Regions from separate parts of the Rattus norvegicus genome. Here region 1 is linked to region 2. The links are chromatin contacts, called in public Hi-C maps. All regions are on one chromosome and are shown on one strand. Each heading gives the region's core, a stretch centred on a gene start, on an enhancer-like site or on the middle of the called end of the contact. The rest is flanking DNA. Distances are from core to core; before and after follow the strand shown. Region 1 holds the start of Ctdspl2 (CTD small phosphatase like 2). Region 2 overlaps Frmd5 (FERM domain containing 5).

Region 1 (4,993 bases), core at 883-3,382, 390 kb after region 2:
TTAACAGTGGTATGTGTGCGCCTACACAAATACACGAAATAAAAACGTATACAAAATAATTTTAGTACTCAATAGGGATAACTGCTCGGTTTACATTCTATTACTTTCCATCATACACACTAGATAATCATTAGTTTTTGATTTTCAGTTAGCCTTTCAGGAATCTGATTATATGGACTCTCAATTTCTTCTGTGCTCGGTATACCATCGGCTCTCAATGTTTTATTCAAAGATTTCTTTACCTTTTCTCTCTTCTTTTGGAGCCACGTTCTCATTGAGCTGGTCAGGCTCTTTGGAACTTTTAAATCCCCTGCCTCAGTAATCGAGCCTTATGATTAACTGGCCGGTTGCACCATGCTCAGTCTGAAACCAATTCTGTGCTTGGGAAGATTTAAATTGCAAATGGACTCAGCTCTAACAGGATCATGACAACCCACCGACTCAAGGAGAAACAATATTGACAAGAGCACTCTACACTTCTACATATACCTTTCTGCCTCACACGCTATTGTCCGGCCATTACCCCACTCCCTCTTTTTCTACAGATAGTGGCCCTACACGATTCTATCTTGGGATTTTCCTTTGTTTCCGTTTTCTTTCTTTTTTTTTTTTTTTTCCTTTTTTTTTTTTTTTCCGGAGCTGGGGACCGAACCCAGGGTCTTGCGCTTGCTAGGCAAGCGCTCTACCACTGAGCTAAATCCCCAACCCTGTTTCCGTTTTCTAAGAACACAACTTTTACAAAATCAACTCTCATTTATGCTTCACTTAGGGAAGTCTTATATTTTTGGTTGTGAGCCTAGCCTTTAACGGCTGAGCCATCTCTCCAGCCCACTTAGGTAAGTCTTATGGAAAGCTCCCCAGACCCTGTCGCTGGCATAATCACATGCTATCCTACTACGCTTATTATTTCTCATCTATAATTAATTTTGTCACGCCCTTACCCGTCTTCTTTGGTGGAGTGTTAACTCTGGGAACGCAGTGACTGCTTTTCCTAATTCAGTTACACAGCATGTTCTCAATCAACATTTGTTATAGAATAATGAGAACAGCTTGGAATTTCAGTCAAAAGCTCCATCTAGACCAGTGTTTCTCAACCTATGGGTTGCGACCCTTAAAAGGTCAAACCACCGGTTGGACAAGGATCATAGGAAAACAGATATTTACATTACGATTCATAACAGTAGCAAAATTACAGCTATGAAGTAGCAACAAAGATAATTTTATGGTTGGTGGGTCACCACACATGAGGAACTGTCTTAAAGGGTTCCAGCATCAAGAAGGTTAAGAACCATGTAGATTCTAGATGAAGTCCACAGTCGTGTGTGAAAATCCACTTGAAAGACTCGAGTTTTAAGTGTACAGGATCACCGCCCACATCGCGAGGAAGGGAAGGGTAACCGTCTCTTTCACAGGTCCGAGGACAACAGGGGTTTCCGCTAGAAAAGTGAGCTAGGAAGAGAACCTCGGGGACACCCCGCGAATCTCCAAAAGCACCGGCACCAGGATGGGTCTGGCCTTGGGGAGCGCTCGGTACTGGCTCCGGCTCCAGCGCGCCAAGCCGTTAGCACCGCCCCTTCCCGCCGGCTCCACCCACCGCCGCCTAGTCACTAACCCTGGCTGCCGGGTGCGCGGCGCGTTCTTAAACCCCGCCTCCCGGGCTAGGGCGCGCTCTCCGCGTCGCCCGGCCCTAGGCGGTTCCGTTAGCGGCGGGAGGGAAAACCGCCCCCGGCGTCCCCGCCTCTGCTGCTAACGCTTTCCTCCCTACTCCCCCTGCGACCACCCCGCAGCTCGCTACGGAGGCCCCCGAAGTACAAACGTCCCTCACGCTCCGAGCCCCCTCGGAGGCTGCGTCCAGTCTGACTCCTCGGGCCCTAAAGCCCTGTGCTCATTTTTCTTTGTTTTTTGTTTCTTGTTTTTCTTTTAGTCAGGAATTCGCACTGGTGAGTTCCCTAAGGCGGCAGAAACTTTTGCCTCTTCACGGAAGTAAAAGTTGGTTCTCTTTTACCCGCTGCCGCCCAGGCCTCCCGCATTCCTTCCCTCCCGCCTCTCCGGATAGTGGCGGGCGGGGGAGGAGGAAGCCAGAGCGCCTGCGCGGGGAGGCCGCTTTCCATCCGGGTCCCTGTCCGTGCGGTGCAGCAGGTCGGTAGGCGGGAAATGGCGACTGGCTGAAGGAGCTGGTTCTGTTGCTGCTGAGGGATAAGCGGGAAAGACACCACCTATTGCGCAGTTGGGACCATCGCCGGAGCCCGAGGACACTTTTCTGTCGTCACAGTGAAGGTAATTCCCTTGGTCCAAACGCTGCCGTTGCTCCGAAGCTCAGTCCTCTCCCAGGGCCGTCTGCCGGGATCTCCTCCCCTTCTCAAGCCGAGCCTTCAGCGGTTCCAGCACGTCCGTAGGCATGCACTGTTGGCGCCTTGTACGTTCACTATGTGGAAGCCGCTCTGGTTTGGACTTTCCCCAGGGAACGGCAAGGGAGCTCACTTCCCGCCAGCTTCAGTTCTCAGGCTGCGGCCTGTGTTGTGATTTCTGGGGTTCGATTTCACCCACCCCCAGCCCCATCTCACGTTCCTAGTCTCCGACCCCGTGGACCTTAGAGCTAATTAAGTTGGATTGCCTTTTCGAACCTTCTTGTGGACCCACGTAATGTTTTCGGTATTTCATTCTTGTAGGGTGCATTAGGGGGGCGTTGCTCTCTGTACTTGAGCTCTTACAAACACCCTTTGAGAATCTGGAAAGAGGTAACTGGAACTTCTGTCCGTCTTCTGTACTGGAAAAATGTTGAGTTGACATTACTACTGTTAGAAATCAAGTGTGGTAGTAAAAACCAGCTTATGTAGGAAGCCTCCGATTTCCATAGTGGTTAGTTAAGGGTGAGTCTTAATTATACTTAACGTGCTGTTTACTTTGGGTATATCCGTATGAGTTTACTTACGAATTTACTTTTGCGTTCTTGACCAGGATTCTGTGAAAATTAATTGCATAAGTAAATGGTGTTTATTTACTTCTCGCCCTAGTGGTAGCTGAATGTGTGAATGATTTTAAACACTTTAAGAGTACCTCAGGGAAACCTACTGAGATGCTGCTGAGACACTACCCTAAGCTGCTGAGATGAGTATCCTTAGAAGACATTACTCCAAGGCAGGAATTTATCTTTCTCATGCTACTAAGACAATACCAAGATTACGTTTACATCCGCATACAAATTAGTGCCTTGAAATGATAGGCTTATCTACATAATTTTTAGATTGTAGATTGCTTATTTCGATTCATCAAATGCCAAGTTACATTTGTGTGGTCCAGCAATTATCTCTATAAAAGCGAAAGAGTAAAATGACATGTGGAAGCTATTTTTTACTTTTTTTTTTTTTTAAATAAAGAGTTCCTCGGTTTTTTGAATGCTTTGGCCATGTTGAATTTGCGGCATTATAGGTGTTTTCCTTGGGAATAAAAATGAAGATTAAAACATGGCTTATATTACATATCAGTTACTGTTTCTCATTCTCATAGGTGCAGCCTAGAGTATTTCACTTGCTGTTCACATATTAGGATTAAATTTCAGTAATAAGCAGGCACATGCAAACATCATTATAGTTTTATTTGAAAGACTTAGCCCAAGGTCATAAAGAAAGCCAAGGTAAAATATAGCTCTCATATGACGTAGTTTTAGGAATGAGCTGGGCCTCACTGCTTTTCTAGGATTGTTTGATTTAGGGGCTTGGGGAGTGAAAGTTTAGACATACTAAATACTTATTGAGTCATTTTATTTTAAAATAGGACCAATTATGCTGCTACTCAGAAGAATTAGGATAAATTATTTCTAGAGCAGGCTTTCTCTGTTTTAACGATGTTTTGGGGGGTGGTTTTTGATACAATTTAGTTTATAGGTAGTAGAATCAGTATTATAGACTATGGCTAAGATTTTCCCAAGTTAGTTACTACTGCATTCAACTAGACCCTATATTCTCGTTTTGTCTTGTTTATTTTTGATTTTTTGAGACATAATTGTGTATGAGAGAGAGAGAGAGAGAGAGAGAGAGAGAGAGAGAGAGAGGCATTGAACTCAAAGAGATGGACCTGCCTCTGTCTCTGTAGTTGTATTGCAGTGATAAGATTGTGTAGGAATACCAAATAGGACAGTTATGTTTTAGGTATTCTGTTCTGCATAGTGCTAGTGCCTTACAGATATTTCATTTGAACTAGGGGTGCCCCCCCTTAAGAAGTTGATGATTGGTAAAGTTTTATCTTTTCCAAATTAACCTAGCTTACTACAAGATTGTATTTGATCAAATGGCTTCTTTGTAGGGTGATTTGAATAAAATCTGGCTGGATATGTAGCGTAGTTGGTAAAGTGCTTGCCTAGCATTAAGGAAGCCCCATGTTGCTAAATCCCCATCACCAGATGAGCTGCTTATGGTGGTTCCTGCCTGTAACCTCAGGGAAATGGAAGCAGAAGAGTCAGAAGTTCATAGTCATCCTCAGCTGTATTACAAATTGGAGGCCAGCTTGCCTCCATGAGGCCCTGACTCTAAAAGAAACTTGAACCTGTTCAGAAAGGATATACTGGACAAAGACTTGTAATTAACTGCAGAATCAATTGCTGACTGATAAAGTATGATGTTATCTTAGTTATATTACATTATGCTTTTGACTGGTGAATCAAAAATAAATAAAGAATATAGTGTTTTGCCAGAATTTGAAAAGGGCAGCATCTCCCTGTATTTGTAATTTATCAAGTTTTTATGAAAATATAAGGGAAGAAAAATACTTTAAGTCACATATCAAATGTGTGAAGAGGACCTTATACATAGTGTTCTCTTGGGTAATTTTTATTAGTAGATTAAAATCACCAAGCCATTTTAAACTGGATTGGGTACAGGTGGTCATTTGTGCTACATTGAGAATGAAATTGTTTATTTATATACTTGTTGTTGTTTTTTTTTGTTTTTTTTTTTGTTTGTTTTTTTTAAGTGAGACAGGGTTTGGCTATATAGCC
Region 2 (5,525 bases), core at 421-2,920:
AGAGGAGTCGTCCCTTCTCCGAGCCCCCGTCCGGTAGGACCGATGCTGCATGATTCACCACTCATAGCTCATTTCATTCTTACCCAGCACTGTGAAATAGGTGTTATTACTACCTCCACTTTGTCCAGATAAAGCTCAGGCTTTAGTGGTTTTCTCACAGACACACAACTACCTGGCAAAGGCCAGATCCAAATTCGTAACGTCAGGACCCTGGCTCTTTACCACCGGATGATCCTGTCCTCTGAGACTGTACCTGCTCTGTGGCGTCTCAGGCAGCTGGACGGCCCCTGACACAGTGGGATGGTCTGACACAAGAGTGTGCTGACAGATGACCACATTCTCACACGTCTCCCAACAAGAGCAGACCTAAGGCTACAAGGCACATCAGTCCCTTCAGTGGGTCCCTGTGGCCAGGAGGCCCCTGTGGTGGGTCAAAAATACAACCTTGGGGGCTGGAGAGATGGCTCAGCGGTTAAGAGCACTGACTGCTCTTCCAGAGGTCCTGAGTTCAATTCCCAGCAACCACATGGTGGCTCACAGCCATCTGTAGTGGGATCTGATGCCCTCTTCTGGTGTGTCTGAAGACAATGATGGTTTACTCACATGTATTAAATAAATACACAAATAAATCTTAAAAAATACAACCGTGGCTCTTTCACACACTTGTTTCATGAGATAATGCTTGATCCTCACCTCTTGAGTAGATGCGGGTCTTAGTGCTTTGCTGTTAGTGACAAAACGGAAGTGACTGGCTTGTCACCGAGTCAACTCAGCTGCTTTGTTCTTTCTCTGGAGAACACTTACACTGCCCTGCTGAAAGGCCCTTGGTGGAGAGGGGGTGCTGTCTGCCATCAGTCACATGCCTTTAGATGAATCAAGTCCCAGCCACTTCATGACTGATCCTGAGCTGGAAGCTACCGGCTTCTCAACCCATACAAGGCCTGAGATGGCCAGTTACCCTAAGCTAGGGTTGACAGACTTTGTTAGACAGCCACATATGACCACGGCACCCCTGGGGAGCAAGGAGGAATGGAATGTGAGCCCCTTCAGTTCCACTGACTTCTAGCAGCAAAATTTAGGCCTCTTTGGCTAATTGGCTTCCTCTGTTTTAAACTCAGTCTGAATTACTTGTCCAATTAATCATGTAAAAATGGGGGGGGGAGAGAGAGAGAGAGAGAGAGAGAGAGAGAGAGAGAGAGAGAGAGAGAGAGAGAGAAAACCATCACCATCTACAGTACAACTTTTGGAGGAAGTGGAGTGTGAGCTCTGGGTGCCAAGAATGGAGACTCAGTCAAGATCAGGCAGCTGTCCAAGGCCCCCTTGCCTTGCTACTCCAAGTACAGCGTCCACCAGCAGTACTGGTATTATTTGGAGCCTGCACCTTATACCAAGCTCCTCACGTGACATGCCCATAAGAGGCAGAGTCCGAGGAAATGCAGAAGTAACCCTGTGACCAAGGTATCATTTTGACCACGTCCATACATGGTACCTTCCCCAAGGCAAAAGAAAGGGAAGGAGTTCTGCCTGGCAGTTCGTAAGAGCCCTTCCTCTCCTTTACCAAACCCACTTGGCCCAAATATTTGCCAAGAAACACTGGCGTCATGCAGAGTGACTGCTTAAGACGGATCTAACCAACCCAGCCTGTCTGCACTCTGCTTCCCACAGTGAAATGCCACACGGTGTGTGGGAGAGGCGAGCTATCGAGTACTTCCCTGCCTTTCCGTTCCAGCTCCCACCTTCCACAGGTTTTGGCAGGATGTGGATAGAACCTTTGCCCCCAACCATTGCTCACTTCCTGGGCTTAGATTCATGTATCATTCCTTTCTTGCTGCTCATCTGGGACTGAAATCTGGACTAATGGAGGTGTTTCAAACAGAACCCACAGGCCTAGATGGTGATTCTCTGTGTCAGACTGAGGAACGTTCCCCCAGGGTAGCATGTCAGAGGTGCTCCTGTGGCCTGAGAGAGCTGCTCTAGAGTTTCTGAGGTGCCTGGCTTCCTCACACAGAAGATGGCTGCTTAACATTGCTGTGGGTCGGCCCCTGGCAGCATTTCCTGGTGAGCTGGAATGTATGCAGCTTTGTGTGGCTGGGAGACCTTTGGGTTTCTGATGTTATTAGCACGGCTGCAAGGCCTCAGGGGTGAGGAGACAAAAACTCTCAAGCAATGCCAGGGCAAATGGAGGGAAGGAAGAAAGGGCACCACCGTATGTCCTAAGGAAAAGCAGTCATTAGACCACAGCAAGAGGTGAGCTCACAGAATCATCCACCAACATCTTCATAAGGTCCCCTTGGTTTTCTCCCACAGTGGTGTCCAGAAAGTTTTGGGTTGACTTGGTGCTGAAACCGATCACAGCATCATTAAGCCCATGCTCGTGAGACTCCAGCGCCCTCCCACCACACAAGGCCTACGGGGTTATCTTGGTGTGTGGGGCTCTTTCATCAGGACAATTGTGTGTTTGCCAGATGAGCAATCAGCCGCCAGGCCTGCCGGCTGGGTCCAGCCAAGAGCTCTTGCTCCTCAGAGCCAGAGTTAAGGAGCAGAAGTCCCTCAGTTCTTCGCTGAAGAGACATATCCAGGGATGTGTCATGACTTGTCCAGTGTTACCCATCTCAGTCTGTGTCCAGAGCTTTTACTAGCCTGCAGTAATTCATCTATCTACCAGAGGAGAGAGAGGCACCAAAGTGTCACCAGAGAGCAATTCACAGTGGTTCAGAGAGGAAATCAGAGACAATCTTTTTTAAAAAGTTCATGGCTACATATATATATATATATTCTTTATACCCAACATATATGTATATGTATAAATGTATGTATGTGTGTGTGTGTGTATATATATATACACACACACACACACATATAAAACATATATACATACATGAATTTATATATGGGGCTGGAGAGATGGCTCAGTGGTTAAGAACACTGATTCTTTCAGAGAATCTGAGTTCAGTTCCCACAAGGCTGTTCATTATTGCCTGAAACTCCAGCTCCAGAGGATTCAATGCCTGCTTCTAGTTTCCGGGGGCGTGCGTGCACACGCATGCGCGCGCGCGCACACACACACACACACACACACACACACACACACTGATTTCTAAAACAAAGGTTTTATTTTCTATTTATGTGTGTGTTGGGGTTGGGGGACAGCTCGTGAGAGTTGGTTCTTTCCTTCCCACAGGGTGGTGCCAGGGATTGAACTCGGACCTCCAGGCTTGTCAGTGAGTGCCTTTCTCTGCTGAACCCTACCGCTGGCCTCCACCTTGGATACGCAGTCCTCTCTTACTGCTGCTGCTGTTCTACGTCAGCAAGCCTCTAGCCAGTCCTCCCCACCTATCCTGCTGAGTTCTGAGCCTGGGATTTCGCATGCCCGTGGGATGGAATTCAGCATGTTCAGGGTTGCTCAGCGAGCATGTTTATCGGCGCCATCTCACTGGCTGTGGCCGGTTGGCTTGCTTTGTTTGTAAAACTTTGCTTATCTCTTTCTGTCCTTCATAAGGCCAGTAGCATCACAGGTACTCGAGCACAGAAACTGGTCACCCTGTCCCAGTTACATATCAAGGAAAGGAGACAGACGGGCAGCAGGAAACAAAACCCCAATGCTAGCCCCTCTCCGCGAGTACACGCCATGCCCCAGAGTCTGCTGTTGCATATACACTGCCTCTTTCAGGCCTCAAGGACTCCACCAGTAGCTGCCGTTTCTGTCCCATTTTCATACACGAGGAAACTGAGGGCCGACAAGGACTGCTGTTTGCCCTGTCCCGTAACTAAAAATAATCTGAGATTTAAATCCAGCTCCTGCTGATTTCTTAGCCAGGGGTTGGCACACAGGGTCTGCTGGTGTACTTTCTAATAGAACTGGGTTTTACTGGAATACGGCCTTGATTCATTCATGCATCATCTGTGGCTGCTTCCGAAAGGCGCTAATGGAACCGAGGAGTTGTGACACAGACCATATGGTTCCAAAAGCCCAAAACACTCATTTTCTGTCCCTTTCCGGAAAGGTTTGGCAATCCATGGTAGCCTAATGGAGCCTCAAATAATATTAATTGAAAGAATAAGCAACTGGGGACTCCATGCGCTGATGCACACGTTCATTCTACCGAATCCCTTTAACGCCTGCTGTGTGCCGGGCCCTCCGCCTCCTGGTGAAGTGCGGCTGTGCTCACACTCTGTTTCCTTCTGGCACTTGGTCTCTCAGAGTTCACCCGCCTGTGGTCCCTGGTAAAAGCAACACCTGGTGCCCAAGCCTTCATTTTCTTGACCCCATTGCCAGTTTAGACAAGAAAATCTATTTATTATTTATAAAAAACAAAAGGAGATTAACCAGGATTTGGAAACTAAGTCTGTGCTGTGGGAAGGTCTCAGTGGATAAGGTGAGGTAGAGATTTTCACTCTCGGCTCACCCCTTCCTTCCCTTCTTAGCCTCGTTCCACAGAAGTGGCTGAGGTGGCAGTGAAATTTAGGAGTGAGATTGCCAGGAAACAAAACAAAACAAAACAAAACAAAACAGACCCGACACACTGACAACTAAATTAGTTGGCAGCAAGGTGGGATGATGTGACGAGGGGCTCAGAGCCAGGAATGAATTATGGGTTCTGAGTGAGGCTGGGGCAGGTACCCGCTCTCCTCAGATCAGTAGGGATGCGAACGAGACATTTGGAGCTAATCCCATGGCTTCATATTCCAGAGAGGGGAAAAAACTGCAAATCAGGCCAGGCACCCTGTGGTTCATACCACCGATGGGCAAATGGATGAACAGTGCAGAATACTGCACTCTGGGGAAGGAAGGCTAGTGAGGTGGAGTGAGAAGGGATTGTCTGAGATGTGCATGGGGATGTATGCAGCTGGCAGAGAGGCTGACACACTTGCCACTGTCCTTGAAGTGCACTTCACTCAGTGCACGGCTCCCTGGGGGCTGGAGGTGTACCCAGAAGTGTAAGACCCTTTATTGGGCATGGAGATACAAGGCTGTAGTCTCAGCGCTAGGGAGGTGGAGGTATGGAGAACTGTGCATTCAAGACCAGTCTAGGCTACCATAGAGACACTCTCAAAAGCAACAAAACAAACCTAAGCCCAAACGGAGCCCTGCCTGGACTTATTTACAATCTACAGAATCTGTGATAATAAAAGCTTAGTTTGTTTATATGTCTAACTACTTGGTTTTGTGGCTAGGAGTCTTTATTGATCATATCCATCCACAACCATCTCCTTCCAACTTCCCCCACCTGACTGACCACAAAGTTTCGCTTCCTTTTTATAATTTAAAAAGTTCTTATGTGTATAGGTGTTTTGTCTGTAACTGTCCCTTTGTATTAGATGCATGTGTGATACCAAGAACTAGAGCTGTAGGTGACTGTGAGCCACTGTGTGGGTGCTCGTAAGCAGACCTGCATCCCCTGGAAGAACAGCCAGTGCTCTGAACCACTGAGCCAGCCCTCCAGCCCTCAAAGTTTCTTTTCATTGTCTCTTTCTCTTTCTCTTTGTCTGTCTGTCTCTATCTCTCTATCTCTGTCTGTCTCTCT

What was found. Hi-C and Micro-C count contacts between places; a contact is called where the count stands out from the background.
Region 1: a Hi-C map of the A7r5 cell line shows a contact between it and region 2, with 6 times the contacts expected there. The contact joins the promoter of Ctdspl2 here to the enhancer-like site in region 2. A contact is called at or near these places in 5 of 12 Hi-C or Micro-C datasets (the A7r5 cell line, the Rat2 cell line, Schwann cells and 2 more) and 1 of 1 datasets of contacts at active chromatin or transcription factors (oligodendrocytes).

The regions. Positions count from the first base shown.
Region 1 is chr3:129,366,806-129,371,798 of GRCr8, forward strand. It overlaps Ctdspl2 (CTD small phosphatase like 2), which reads left to right and starts at 2,133. Exons shown (of 13, transcript NM_001409574.2): 1 at 2,133-2,277.
Region 2 is chr3:128,976,876-128,982,400 of GRCr8, forward strand. All of the region lies in intron 4 of Frmd5 (FERM domain containing 5), which reads right to left. Among named protein-coding and RNA genes, the nearest start is that of Wdr76, 69 kb to the left of the region's middle. Within about 2 kb of position 1,671, at least 11 of the 93 cell types and tissues checked have an H3K27ac peak or open chromatin away from gene starts, as enhancers often do. A contact at or near this core is called in the A7r5 cell line, where this site is marked.